Regions from separate parts of the Rattus norvegicus genome. Here region 2 is linked to region 1. Evidence: chromatin contacts called from public Hi-C data. All regions are on one chromosome and are shown on one strand. The core of a region is the stretch at or near the end of the contact, and the rest is flanking DNA. Distances in the headings are between cores, read along the strand shown.

The links. A called contact is a pair of places that touch in the nucleus more often than the background predicts.
Region 2: a contact with region 1 is called in a Hi-C map of the A7r5 cell line, with 2.3 times the contacts expected there. The contact joins two enhancer-like sites. A contact is called at or near these places in 4 of 12 Hi-C or Micro-C datasets (the A7r5 cell line, Schwann cells, mammary epithelial cells and 1 more).

The regions. Positions count from the first base shown.
Region 1 is chr11:84,466,449-84,474,009 of GRCr8, forward strand. No RefSeq gene overlaps it. Among named protein-coding and RNA genes, the nearest start is that of Opa1, 220 kb to the right of the region's middle. Within about 2 kb of position 3,168, at least 35 of the 93 cell types and tissues checked have an H3K27ac peak or open chromatin away from gene starts, as enhancers often do. A contact at or near this core is called in the A7r5 cell line, where this site is marked.
Region 2 is chr11:84,538,675-84,546,235 of GRCr8, forward strand. LOC134481019 (a long non-coding RNA gene) reads left to right here. Exons shown (of 2, transcript XR_010056167.1): 2 at 3,431-3,776. Among named protein-coding and RNA genes, the nearest start is that of Opa1, 150 kb to the right of the region's middle. Within about 2 kb of position 3,602, at least 9 of the 93 cell types and tissues checked have an H3K27ac peak or open chromatin away from gene starts, as enhancers often do. A contact at or near this core is called in the A7r5 cell line, where this site is marked.

The sequences.
Region 1 (7,561 bases), core at 1,918-4,417:
TCAAAGAGTCTGATTCTCACATCAAACATCCAGCTGGGTGCGCGGTGCACAGAGGAGGGAGGCTGCCTCTGACTGCCACGGTTCTTCCTCCCCCACTCTTCCACCATCTGCTCCATCCCGGTTGGATCATGGGAAACACATTGAGTTCTTTCCCTCCTCCAAAGGGAAAAGCTGTTCCTTATGCCAGGAACCCTGTGTTCCCAGATCTTGGCAGGGCTGGCTCCCCCTTGTCCTTCAGGCCGCAGGCTAAATGCTACCTCCTCAGAGAGGCCTTCTCTAGTCACTTCTCCCTCCAGGGTTCTCTGTCACATCGTGCTGTTATTTCTCCTGACAATTGGCAGGAGCTGTAATGACGGGTTGGCTTCTTTGCCTGTTTTTTGTCACACTAGACTTCAAGCTCAGAAAGAGAAAGCAGCTGTGTTTCTCATGGCTGGGACTCCTTAGCTTAGATGTGCTGATGCCTGGTCAGCATGTGATCAGTTCCTGGGCAGCCAAGATGGTCTCACAGATGAAGGTATAGGTGACCAGGGCTTCACAGGAAGAACCAGAGTTCACCACCGGAAGTTACAGAGAGGTGGTGAGTGGGTCAGGGCTGGTCAGTGTTGCTATGAGCAGCTCTGTCCAGGGGAAGACAGAGCTCTGAGTTTAGAAGCAGCAACAGACATTTGAACAGAAATGCTTCGGGACGACAGGGCAAGGCGTGGGTACCACTAGTACAGTTACGTCCCCTCCATTGAAGTGAACTCTCCCAGTATCCTTCTGAGCTAGATATTTGTGTGTGCCGTGTCGGTGTGTGTATGTGTGAGTGTGGATGGGTGGGTGGGAGGGGGAACCCACCCACTGGTCAGAAGAGACCTTATCCGATGGCCAAACCTAGTTACCAAATATAATTCATAGTGAAGATTATCAGTGTTGCCATGGGTTGGGCAGGCACTAAAATCCAACCACTCCACTAGCCATTTTGTGCACAGCAGTCTATTAAAGGCACAGACATCACGCAAGATGCCATTTTTCAGTGTCGAAAGGTAAAGGGTGACTAAGATGTCTGGGGTCACAGAGCTAGGCCACGAGGAAGAAACGTTCAAACCCAGCTGCCTCCTCCACTGAAGCTCTTAGCTGCAATCCTTCTGGGCGGTATTATCTCACAGGTGAATCAATTCATGGGGTTTGGCGAAGTCCCTTGTGGACTGAGTCATTCTAAAGCAGACTGCCTGAACCTGTTCCTCTCCCAGAAACTGATCCTTTAGCTGCCAAAGCCAAGGCCAAGACTCTGGAAGACTGGTAACCTGACAGTGCATTTGCTGTGCCCTTTTCCCACTCAGAGAGCTGCTTTTCTCTAGGACAGGGCCCCACGAGAAACAGTTTAATTACTGGACATATCTCGCTTTGCTCGGCCCAGGAGGGGCATGGTTAAAAACTTAAGAGACAGACACACTGCTCTGGATGCCGGCTCCTGAATTAACCACATGACCTTGCTTGGGCATGTTTCCTTACGGATTGCATGGTAACTAACCCTCACCTGTAAAGTAATGTGGGTCAGAACAGTCTCACGGTGTTGCTGTAGGGGTTACAGGAAGGAGCATGTCAAGTGCCAAGTACTGCTTGTCATCCAGCAAGCCCTCTGCAGGTGCTGGCCTTTCTCCTTATTAGTAGTGTCCAGGGAGGAGTACAGCTGATCGAGTGGGTCAGAATCGAGGCACAGCTGCTCAGCCACTAGCTTTGGGTGTAGAACATCCCCTAGATCCCTCGTCTTTAAACTCTGAAGTCAGTTTTGAGGAGGACGGCCATCCTTAAGTCAAAGTTGACTTCTGTTGGAAAATAGCTAACACCAGAAGCAGGGGATGATCCTGGCCACAGACGGATGGCATCTGTACTGCCTGACCCCCAATGCTACATCCTGAGGGTGGGCCCCAGAGTGTGCTGCACCAGCTTGTCTACACAGGAAGCCTGCTGTTTGGCTTGGAGCACTGGGAGGGCAATCAGCACAAGAATTGCAGACTTCAGAGCAAGGCCTAGCTGTGAATCTGTTCTGTAGGAGTCTTGGTGGGTGGTGGCAGGTTATTGTCTCCCCCATGAGAAGGAGGTCTATAGATGTTGGGTGTGTATATGCTCCCGGATGTGGCATTTCATAGGAAATGTCTTTTCGTAGGAAGAAAACCTCAGATCGTTTGGCACCCTAGTTTCTTGGTAACTGAAAGGGGGGCTCTGGGAGAAAGTGGGTGTGATATGGTGTTGGGATGCTGACACCTTAAAGGACCTCCATAAGTGTCTGGGTCTGCGGGCTTTTACTAAGTTTCTGTCATCTGGCCCATGACCAGTCAGTTACCAACCCTGAGTCCTGGAGGGCACAGACTTCCCAATCACCTTTATCTGGAACAATACCTTCCCTGGGGCCAAGTAGATTAAACATTCATGCCCAGCAAAAGTTCATGCTTACCTGCATCCCTGTAATGTGACTGCCCTAATGCCTGGAGCCTTGGCTGCTGTCCTCTGATTTCTTTTATGGGTCCTAGTGAGTCCCCTGGGGTGTTACCTATCTGTGCTTGCAGGTTTTCACTAAAACCTAACCCTCCCTTGTCAGTCATGCCCAGGGACGTTCCCTGAACCAAGCAACCACCACACAGTAAAAATCCACCAAGTCAGGAAGAGTATGTCCCTCTGGGCTGACATTTCCTCTGCTTGGAAACTGGAGACGTTGGACTAGCCCCTACTAGTTCAATCTGTACAAATGAATTATTCCATTCCATCCTCCATCCACTACCGAACATAGTTTCAGCACCTCTCCGTCTGTTAGCAGTGGCACAGGAAAAGTCCCTCACACCTTGGTAAGAAGATGACCCTGCAAAACAGGGCAGGCCCTAAGAGCAAAGGGTCAGCATTATGAGTAGTCAAGATGGGTTTGTGGGAGGGGCCAAGAGGACTTGCTTCTCTGAGCCTGCATACAGGGTGATCTGGAGCAGGCTTTGCAGACTAGTAGGTCGCAAAAGTCGTTTCCTCCTCGTATAGATCCTCCTCCTGTCTCCCCAGCATTACTCAGCGCCCTGAAATGCTTGCCTCCCCGCAGCGGGTGCCGGTCGTCCACCAGAACGCGACACAAAGGTCTCCTTGTGGGTCTGCAGCCCGGGGAAAGGCGGGAGCACCGAGCCTCCGGGTGACTCACGCCCTTGCCATTTCCTTTGTGCGTCCTGCTCCAGCGCGTGGCTGCGGGTGGGAACGCGGCTTAGGCGCGGGCGGAGAGGGCGCCCGGGGAGCCGCCGAGCGCTTTCATGTGGGCAGGGGGTTCCCAGCTCGCGAGGCCGGCCCACGCGCACAGCCTAGCTGGATCAGCTGCGGAGCAACAGGCTCGCAGCCTGGCTTCTTCAGGGCTCAAAGCAAAGCACCCGCCCTTGGGGATGCATGTGGTCCCCAGCAGGCGTTGCTCTGCTGCTGGTCTCCTCCGAGGGCGTGTCCTTGTGGAAAAGTGAAAATTAACCACGGCAGGGAAGGGCTCGCACGGCTTGCCGCGCGATCTGGAGGATCTCAGGTTCCAGCTCCAGAGTCCCATCAGCAGCTGCCAAAAGGCTGTGCAGGGGACATGTCTGCAAGCCACCTGCACCCAGCGACTTGCCAAGGTGACGATGCCTGGGTACCAGCCCAGAGCAGTGAATGCACATCACTAATGAGCGATGGCTTGCCTGGGAGCCGGGAGATAGTCTGCCTCAGCATCTGTTAACAGTGGGTTCCCAAGTGCCCCTCTTTCCTGTGCTTGCCCTGGTTTCAATTCTGCCCATGCGCAGTTTCCTTTGCCACAGAGACATTGAGCAACTTGCAGATCTCCAGGGCTTCTTCACAAGCTGTTCTCAGCAGGGAAAGCCTGTCCCATCCTGCTGAAGGACACCTGGCCTTCAGCTGGGAGCTGCTCCCTAGAGTCTGGCTGAATGCTACTTTTGTGTATTCCTCTGAGAAGGAATATTTACAGTCTTGTGAAGCCTCACCCACCCAGCCCCCTGCTATGACTGTTCCTTTATACCAAGGCAAGAGGTAGACTGACATAGTCAATGTGAGTGTGAGCAAGTGAGAGACCAGCTGAATGAGAGACTTGGGAAAAGACATTTCACTGACTACTTACTAGCCCTGGGTGGTACCAGACAAACCCTACAGGAAGCCCAGGGAACCAGCTCTAACTCTCTTTGCTTGTGCAATGTCCGGGAGGTGCAGCAGTAGGTGCACTTGTGAGGCGCATGCTCTCAGTGAGGAAGGACCCACCAAGACAAAGATACCACAGTCGGTATCAAGATCTAGGGCCAAAGCCAGCTTGTGGATCTATCTAGAGTCTAGAAGAATACGGAAACAAAACCAAGCACGGACATAACAATGTTCTCTCTGTCTCTCCCTTGGACCAGCTTGTCTCTGATAAGACATAATGGGTGCAGAGAACCACACCCCTCCCCACTCCGTTGCCACCAGTGTTTAAGGTTTGCAGAGCCTTCCCAAGTGTGCTCACTGGGGATGATTGTGTGGGTGCGGAACTCATCTGCCCTGATCTTAAGATGAGCATAGTGGTGCATGCCTTTAGTCCCAGCACTCAGAAGGCAGAGGCAGGAGGATCTATGAGTTGGAGGTTAGCCTGGTCAGCAGACCAAGCTCCAGGACTACATATCAAAACCCTGTCTCGAAAAACAAAAGCAAAACCAACCAACTAACCGAAAGCGGAGAACATAGGTTTTTTTTCCCACAATTCAACGAGTCTTTGAGATTCCGGCGAATATTAAGCATTACGAAGCTGAATGACACATGGTTCTTGCTGCCAGGAGCACCCAGGCTTGACCAAGAAAGAGCCCTCCAGGTGGTGACCAACATGATAGAAACATCATGCAAGCTGGGGCCCAGATGAAGGTGAAGTCTATTCTTCATGAGGTCAGAGAAGTCCACAAGGAAGGCTGGAGAGGAAACCTTGAGGGGTAGATAGATAGGAGTCCTCTGAAGTCAGAGGGAACATGGGGAGAGCTCTGTGAGACAGGTGCTATGACAAGGGAAGTGTGATACCATATGACTGCTGTCTCTGGCTATATAATATGGCTGCTGCCTTTGGCTATATGGTATGGCTGCTGCCTTGGGCTATATGATATTAATCCTTTTGACTTTTGAGTCGACAGAGATAATCAGAGCAAACATGGGTTATAAACTTGAAATTCCTGGAGGATCCTTTAAGGCACTTTCTTTGAGTGCCACCAATTGGTGGATGGGGTGGCAATTAATTGAGCTTACATGTTGCTGTGAGTAACTCTCCCATAGGGAGTGTAAATTTAGGCATCCTTGCTGGTTAAATCGGTAATGGGTATATGTTAGGGGGTGATAAAATGAATCTTTGTGTCTCCCTACCCCATGATTCATAGATTGACATCCTAAGCATCGATATAATGGTATTAGGCAATGGGGACTTTGGAAAGCAATTCGGTCACACGAGTAGAGTTCCTTGTGAGCAGGATTAATGCCCTGATTCGAGAGCCTTCAAGCAATGCTCTTGCCTTCTTCCTTCCAATAAGGATTCCCACAGACCTGAAGCCTCTCTAGAGCAGCAGGTATCAAGCTGTGGGTTGTGACCCCTTTGGGGTCGAATGACCCTTTCACAGGGGTCACGTACATATCAGATATTTACACTAAGATTCATAACAGTAGCGAAATTACAGTTATGAAATAGCACTAAAATAATTTTATGGTTGGAGATCACCACAGCATGAGGAACTGTATTAAAGGGCCACAGCATTAGAAAGGTTGACAACCACCTCTCTAGAACCGGACAAGCACACAGCAGAACCCCACACAGACCACGTACCCTGATTTCAGACCTCTGTCTTCCAAAAGACTGAAAAAGTAGTTTCTTATACCACTCAGTCAGTAGTAATTTACTATCACAGTCAGAACTGACACGATGGTGAATGCCATAAGGAATTCAAAGGAGGATTTGAGGAGGGATATCTACAGCATTGCTGGCAGAAGGAAATGATCTACCAGGGAGGCAAAAAACGGTACAAGTGTCTACAGCCTGAGCCTGAGCCTAGGCCTACCTTAACTGATGATCAGGGCCTCTTCTGCAGTCACACTGCGTGATACCTGGGCATCTAACCCCTGGATCCTCAGCCTCCATCATCCTTTTTCTCTTCCCTGGTTCTCACTCTGTGGGCCCTGGAACCTCTTCTGCTTGCCATTGAGGCTTCTGAGCCGAAATACCCACTCAGCCAAGTCTGTCTGCCTTCAGCCTCTGATGCTCTAGAGCTCCCTTCTTAAAACAATCCTCCACTGATTCCCTTACACCATCTCTCTTTGTCTCAGTCAGTCCTAGCTGCAATAGCAAGCGGTCACAGACTGAGTGGCATGGGAAATTATTGTTCCTGTTTCTCGTAGAACAAAGCAAAAATGCAAGGACAGATTCTGAAGGGAGTATATCTCAGCATCTCAGGCCCTCAGGACAACTGGTATACCACCTTCAGGCTCTCAGGCCCAGAGGTCATTAACAATGGCATCTGTATAAGTCTCATGAGACTGCTGGGAAATAGTTAACACCATCACCATCCTTGGGTCCATGATGCCGTGCTGTAGAGCTTCTTGTAGACATTGACGTTTAAGATTCATCAGGATAGTGACCCAACGAATTGTCACAGAGAGACCTTGCATCTTGTCCCCAAGTTCTAATCTCTTACTTGAAGAGGAACTGCCCATATAAGTGTTATATGAGTTCACTCTTGGGTCCTACTCTTCTAACAAGATGGCTGGAAATTGACCGTGGAGGGGAAGGAACACTGGAGAATCCAGGACTCGGAAATATGGTTGTAGGAAAGGTCTTTCAGATAGGATATAATAAAGTATATAGGTATGGGACTTAGAGATACAAAATCACACGAGTCTATAAGTGGTTGTGATTGCCAGGATGAGTCTGAGATTATTGAAGTTGTAAGACCCTGAAATGCTATCTGCTGTAACTTAGGTAAAGTACCTTGATTCTGGACCTTCTTGAAGTGGCCCACCATGGGCTGGAGGGATGGCATAGTGGTTAAGACCACTGTTTGCTGTTGTAGAGGTCCTGGATTTGATTCTCAGCACCCACCTACTGGTTTACAACAGTCTGTGACTTCAGTCCCAGGCAGATTGGATACTTTTCTGGCCTCTGATGGCACCAGATATGCCTGTGAGACACAGAAATAACGTTCAGCAAAACACCTGGGCACATAAAATAAAAGCAATACAATTTTTAAAAATTAAGCAAAGTGGCCACTCTGAAAGATTTCGTCCTTAAGTAGCTCTTCACCGACATGGTAGGAGCTTAGGAACTGCTGTCTCTTCAACGACTTAGTGATCCTTCCAGAAGTGTTATCTGAAAGAGTAGCTTGTGAAAGTTGGGAGTGGGATGGCCATCGCTGTGTGCCAACCACTGGCTGTCCTTCCATATCTTAGGACACCTGCCCCGTGAAGCAGGAATTGCAATCCTTTTCAGTGCACTCCGTGGGAACAGGAGAAGCAGGGCTACGTGGAGAGGAAGGAACCTCTCCGTGGTCTACGTGGGTCACTGCCGCCTGTTCCTATG
Region 2 (7,561 bases), core at 2,352-4,851, 73 kb after region 1:
CAAAAATAACGCTATGGTTGGGGGTGACCATGACGTGAGGAACCATATCAAAGGGTGGCAGCATTAGGATGGCCGAAGACCACTTACTCACTGTCTAGATATTCTACCGATGACAGTTTATATGAACTTCTTCGTTTTTTTTAAAATTTTGTTTTGTTTTTGTTTGTTTTTAACAACTTTTTCAAGTTTACCTCTTTGTTTTTTAAAAAAAAAACAAACAAATTATTTCTTTTACTTTTCCAGATTCTAATACAATTACACCATCTCCCTCTTCCCTGTCTTCTACTCCCCCTGCTCTCTTTCAAATTTATGCCCTCTTCTTTCATTAGCTGCTGTTACTCACGTATGTATGGATTTTTAAAGACGTAAGTGAAGCGTAAAGCTGAACTAGAGAGGCGGCTCACGGGTTGGGGATTTAGCTCAGTGGTAGAGCGCTTGCCTAGCAAGCACAAGGCCCTGGGTTCGGTCCCCAGCTCCAGAAAAAAAAGAAACAAAAAAAAAAAAAAACAAAAAAAAAAACCAAAACAAGAGGCGGCTCACGATCTTAGCGCACTGCATGCTTTCCCAGAGAACTGAGGTTCGGTTCGAGCACCTGCATCAGGTGGCCCACAGACTCTGGCAACTCCAGCTTCAGGGGGCTTCAAACCATCTTCTGGTATCCATGGACATGCATATGTGTGTGTGTAAGCACACACAGAGAGACACATAAATATAAACTAAAAACAAATATTAATGAAGAGCAAAAGAGCTGGCTGGCCTCAGAAGGGCACCCGGCCTCAGAAGAGTACCCAGCCTCAGCCTCAGAAGGGCACCCAGCCTCAGAGAGGCACCCAGCCTCAGCCTCAGAGGGGCACCCACCCTCAGAAAAGGCACCTGGTTTCCATCCTGCTGAGGACCACTATTGATTCGGACCCATTTAAACCCAGGACCACAGTTCTCTCTGAGAGCTGTAGATTCATGCCGAAAGGGGAGGAGTGATGTTCACTCAGCAGAGCTCAGATAGTCCACAACCCCGCCCCATGCTTTAGGGTGGCGTGTATGCACCCTGCACACGCTGCTGCTGACCTTTCCCGAGGGTAGCTGTGCCCATGTGTTGTCCACTCACAAAGTCAAAACAGATTCCTCAAACCTGATGGCTCAAACTGCTCTTTCTGACTCCAATCAGTTTAACCAACCAATGTGACCCTCTGTGGTCACCTAACCAACCATCACTCTCTTCCCTGCTGCCACCCCACACTGGATTGTCCTCTCACCCACTCCTGCATGGCATAGACCAATTCAGAGTTCCAATGCCACGGACTCCAGCAATCCTTCTTCACTTACTGTCAACAGAAGTGATTCCCTCTGTCCTGACCTCTAGTCCTCCTTTCCTTGTAAGGCTCTGTCTCTATATTAGAGCTAATTAGAGCCACCCACCAGCCCTTAAGTTTGAATTCCTCACGATGAAGCCTTGTGTCCCTCTCCTCCGTCACCCTCTCCTCTCTGCCCTACACAATACTCAACATTAAGTCTTTGGAGTCGAGTGAACAAATAAATCAATCTTTCCCTTCCACACACCAAAACCACCAGCTAATTGGCTCAGTGAATCCTCCTCTTCCCCTCCCTCCCTGAGTGCTGGTCTGGTGATTCCGGCTGCATCTGGAACACAGACAGAGACCTAAGAGACATCAGGAAGCAGAGATCACCGGTGAACCGGAAGCACGGAGGAAAACTCAATCAGTAACATGCTGTCACCGATTGCAGGCTCCGGAGCTAGGGTTGGTGGCACATCTGTGACCCCAGAACTGGGAGTGTGGGATGGGAAGGAAGATCCGTCTGGGGTACACACCGAAGACCCTATTTCAAAAGGAAGACACCCACCCCCAACTAGTGACTAGTCACCAATTCATCCCAAAGCCCAGGACATCTTTGTGAAGGCAGTCAGAGTTTTTAGCTTGTCTGTTAAGCCTCATAGCAATTAGTTCTTTAGAATTGTTTTGTTCCTACTTAGATACCGTATTACACCAAAATCCAGTGTCAAAGGAGGAGCTGGGAGGGGCTGTGCTCTGGTGATGACAGCACCCCAGGCTGGGGAACAAAGAGATGGGCTCTATAGCTTGGGGAATGTAGACTTGACAGAAGGCCATCCCTGCTAGCCTCGTCTAAGTCCCTATGAGAAGCTGCCTCCCATCCCCGCGCCCCACCCCCCGTGGGTGAGAGGAAGTAGACATACTTCCCCAGCTGTCTTCCCAATACCTTTAAGCTCTTTCTCAGTGCCTCCCACAAAAGGTTCTGTGGGTCTGCTTACACAGTAGCACATTGTTGGCCAAAGCCAGGTTTCAAGTGACAACAGAGAAATGGGAGCTTGGAAAACAGGGCTCCTGTTGGCTCCTGGCCCCCGGGGCTGCCCCGTTTCCAATGCAGGGGTGTAAAGTGGGTTAGAGGAAATAGACAGCTTCTGAGCCAGAGTTTCACCTTCCCATTTCCTCTTTGTGGCTTCCTCGTGACCACGGGTAGTTATATATGACTACTAGCTACACTGACCTCCAACCCCTACAAGCCTATCCCTGAGAAGTCGGGGGAGAGAGTGGGGAACAGCCATCTGCAGTGGGTAGAAGAGAGCCTGGGACGTCTTGCCCTAGTTCCCCAGTGTCCCTGCCACCCACCGTCCAAGGCAAACACGGCAGCCATCCCAGGAAGCAAGCAATTAGATGCTCCCAGGGGAGGCCTGTAAATTCCTAACTTCTCCCTTCAGAAGGTTAAAAGTAATAGGGTTGCTGGGATTTTTTTGTCTCTCTGTGGATGAATGCGTATTGGGTGTGTGTGTGTGTGTGTGTGTGTGTGTGTGTGTGTGTGTTGTGTGTGTGTGTGTGTAAGAGGGAGAGAGATTCCCTCCTCCCATCCCGTGTCTTACACAACTAGCTATTTACACACCAGATGATCCCTGCAGGAAAAGGCAAGTCCCCAGCCGCTGTGGAATTTTAAGAGAGCTTCCTGGAATGCCCTTGTGGGATGTCTGGTTCTAATTGCCTCCGTCAGCGGAGCTGGCAGGCGCAATGAGAGGTGAAATTGAACAGATTCCAGTTCACATCAGACCCCCAGCCCTGCCAGAGTCCCCCAGGGCCCGGAAAAGAAAACAAATGTGGCCCAGGCAGTGGAGGGGGCGTGTTGGGCATGGGGGTGGGGGCGCCGCTAGACTGGAAGTTGGAACACCGAGATTACCGTCCCAGAGCAGCGGCTGGTGGCTGGCTTCACTTTGCACTCATTGCTTAGCCTTGCGGGCCTTCTCTTTCCTCGGCTGCCAAGTGAGTGGTCTCCCAGGCCTCTTCCTAATCTAAGGTGGGGGTTGGAAGGGAGAAGGCCGCCCCTATGGTGGGGTGACAGAGTTGGGAGGTCAGTGGTTTTGTCTTCGGGCTTTTGAATCACATATTCTCCCCTTTTTACATTTTAGATCGTTAAGCATGATGGGAGGTGAGAGAAGACTTCATTCCATCTACTAGAACCTAGTCATGCCCTGCGCTAGCCCTCATCCCTCTTCCACAGCTCCTCCAGGGATGGCTGAAGGTCTGGAGGTCTTAGCACAGACCTCGGCTAGAAAGAAGACAAGATCCACAGTTCCTTAGTGCCCCCTATGGGTCCAAAGGATGGAGACACTTGAAAGAGGCTGCCCAAGAAGCCACTTCTCCCAACACCCCGCACACCTCCACCCAGGACAGCCAGGACATCTCTGGCTCCTACCTCAGAGCCAGAGGGCTCAAACTGATCCCTAATTTAAGGTGAAACTTTCTTTCTTTTAAGACTGTTGTTTTAAAGCACAGACACTCACTGTTTAACATCTTGCCTTTGCCAGGCTCAGCCCCAGCTTGACCCCCTAGGCCACAGACAACCTGTGTGCGTCTCCAGGCATCAGGGGTTCACTGTGTATGAGTGTGTGTAAGGAAGTCTGCCTGGCCCAGACCAACCACATCCTAGTCACCATGATTTTTGCCAGATTCAGGCACAATTGGCAGAGATGTCTGAGAATACATGTGTAGAGAGGCTGCAGTCCACAGGATCATCAAGCATCCTAGAGCTCTTGGCTCTATGGCTTCATGGGCCAAGATGACCATAAGCCCCTGCCTTCTCAGTGCTTTCCAGAAAGGAAGTAGGAAAATGCAGGGGTCGCCATGAGGCCCCATCCAATAAGTCAGCCCCCTTGAAGACCACCTGGTGACTTCTGCTCACATCTCATTGACCACTCCAGCTGCAAGAATGGCTGGGAATGTAGCCCTGTCTCCTCTCCTAATGATCCAAGTTCTTTTCCTAAGAAACAGCTATAAGGGCAGTATAAGAAGATGGTCACACCTGCTATTATGTGTCTGGAGAGGGGTGTGGGAGTATGCCACAGTCCTTGTCTTGGGGACACTGGCTTCCCTCTGCAGGAAGACAGAGAGCTGCTGTGTGCTGTTCATCTGATCCAAGAGCTTATCCTCAGCTTCTTACACAGGACTAGACTGTTGGTAGGGAGAAATGTTATCTGTGGGATCATCTCTCCCAAAGTTAATGGCAGGCAGGTGATTCTGAGCCAGGCCTCTGGGCCTTTCCTCAAGGAAAACCATGCCAGTTCATCCCTGAGGTGCACACTCAAATCTGAACACATCTGTCTAGTGCTCACCATCTTGTCTGGGACCCAAGGGCATCTTCTTTTCAAAGGTTCTGGTGACTTTGTTCTAGTCCCAGGCCCCAGAGGACACGGGGGAAAGCTTTCACCCTAAATTTGGATGCACCCCCACTTCCCCACTCCAGGCAAAAGACCCTTGCTATCCTAACCCTTTGTTTGTTGTGCTGGGAGTCTGGGCCAGCCTGGCTCACACAGCAAACATTTAAATGTCTAAATGTGGTATTTAAATTGTGTAGCCCCGGGCTGGAGAGATGGCTCAGTGGTTAAGAGCACCGACTGTTCTACCAGAGGTAATGAGTTCAAATCCCAGCAACTACATGGTGGCTCACAACCATCTGTAATGAGATCTGATGCCCTCTTCTGGTGTCTGAAGACAGCTACAGTGTACTCATATATAATAAATAAATAAAATATTTAAAGAATAAATAAATAAATAAACTGTGGAACCCTAAGTATTGGCATGGCTCAGTGAGTGTCCTGATGACTGGCCTCTGGTTCTCTGCTCCTGAGTGTCCCTGGCCCTTCAGATTTGGAGAGGAAGCTCATCTCTAATTTGGCCCCTGGTTCTAAGCTAGTTGATGCTAGACTCCTGATGCTAGCCAGACTCCTCGTTCTGGGCAGTTGATACTCCTCAGACTGTTGAGAGAGGAACAGAGGAATAGAAAGTTTGTCTGAATAGTTATTCCTTAAGAAGGTCCCAGGTAAAGGGAGGGGAAAGCTTTGACTAGCCCTGTGAGTTCCTGTGAGTGTAAGGAACCGCTTTCTAACCTATTGAGACTGCAACACTTTCCCATGGGGCTTTGTGAGTCACCTCTGCTACAGCGACCCCCTCAATCTTCGACAGCCAGCCATGCCAAATATCCTCCCAAGCTGTGCCTTCTACTAAGCTGGTGCAGGGCGTCATCTTACTCATGCTCCAATTGTCGCCACTCTTGTTTGATGTCGCCCCCAAAATACAAACAAGAGTGGGGGACCAGAGGCCTTGAAGAGCCAGAGACCAGCTAAAGCTGTCTGATGGAAAACAGAAGGAGAGAGAGCCCAAGTAGAATGTGTGTGTGTATCCTAGTGTGTTAAAAATGTAAGTCCCCTTACCGCCCATGTTTGTGGTGGGGTGGGATGTCTAGCGCTCCACAAACACTCTGCAGAAGTTTCCAAGCTTATCCCTATACACATTTCCTGTCACAGCAAGTATATTGGTTCAAGGTGGCCCCATGAATGGGAACAAACAGGAGCTCCAATGAAGGAAACACCTCAGGGATTAACCTCTAACAGGGACAGATCCCTGCCCCTCCCTTCTCTCACCACCATAGGTGGTGCCTTGGGGTGGGGGTGTCTCAAAGCTCACCAGGGTTCAAAGCACCCAGGCAGGTACCAGACATCCTTCTTCCTCTTTGCCCTTCCAGCCCTCACTGCTCTCCATCCCTGTCTCCCCTCCAGGCAGCCTGCAGCTCAATTAGAAAAGCATTTCCAGACCTCTCAGGGACTGGCATGGCCACATTGTTTGCATTCCCTGCCTGTGGCCCCAGCTCCAGAGCAAAGGAGACAAGCAAATGTAGTCTGTCTGGTCTTTTAAGTCACGCTTCCTCCGACTGGTGCTGATCAGAATGATCAGAAAGGTGTCTTCTGAGTATGAAAGTCCTTCCTGTGACTCTTTGGGTGGTGTTCTGGGTCCATGGGGACTCCGGGTTAAGTGATGTCCAGTCCATGCTCAGGAGGTGGCCACAGTCAATTGGGGATGGAGTGGGGTAGCGGGGGATGGGGTGGGGGTGCGGGGATGGGGTGGGTGGTGACATAGTTTTGGGCTGGGAGAGTGGTAAATGTCAGAAGGGCTAGGTGTGCAACGGAGGGCCTGGGTGACGCTAACTAACGTCCTGTGAGTTTTAGGCAATGGTTATGGTAAATAGAAAACAGTCTTTGTTAGGTAGAAATAAGAGCTGACTGGGGTGAAGGTCTCTTTAATACAACACTGGGGGTGGGGTGGGGGTGGGGGTGGGGGAGTCTTAGGTGGTTTGGTGTGGGATGACATGATGTCGGGAATTTGCCATAAAACATTCCAGAAAAGGTTGAGGGATAGACTGATTACCATAATTACTGAAGCTGGTGACGGATGTAAGTGGATTGTTAAATCATTCTTTACATGCGTGTATCTGCTTAGAATTTTTCAGAATAAAAAATTATTTTAAAAAAATTTATATGCGTGTATCTGCTTAGAATTTTTCAGAATAAAAAATTAATAAAAAAAAAAGGATCCGGCGACTAATTCATAAGCATAAATTCAGGATGGTGCTGTGTAGCAATCGAGGTTGTCATGGGTTAAAAGTCGTGCCAGATGAGGAGTGGAAGGGACAGGCAGGATTTGGAAGCTCTTAGCTCTATTTGTGTGCTGTGATCCTTTTGCATCTTCATACCAGTGAAAGCATTTCCCCCTCACGGGGTGTGACCCATCCTCACCCGCCTCAGATATCCCTCAAGGTGGGGCTTTCAGAAGGATCCTGGCTGCCCCAGCTGAAGCTGTCCTGGCCCTGACCAGACCCACCCTGAGGCTCAGCCCACTCCCACCCCCGCCCCTGCCCCCTTTCCTTCTCTCCAGTGCTCCAAGCCGTCTGGAGAAAATTATCCAAACCCCACGTAGAAAATTTAAGACCTTGGCAGTCGTCCCATAGATGACTCCCAAATTATGCCATTCCAAAGGTGGGAGTGGGGGGAAGGCCAGAAGTTCAGAACCTAGGTGCCCATTGTGTCGTCTGAGAGCTGTGAGCGCCACCTGCTGGCAGAGACCAGCAGAAAGGGAGGTCAAAGATGGTCAGCAATTCACCCAAAAGAGGGCTAAGTCTGGTCTCAGATCTCTCATACTAGAGAGGATTCACTGCTTAGCAGACAGAGGATTGAAAAAAGAGCGTGCGTGCGTGCGTGTGCAAGTGC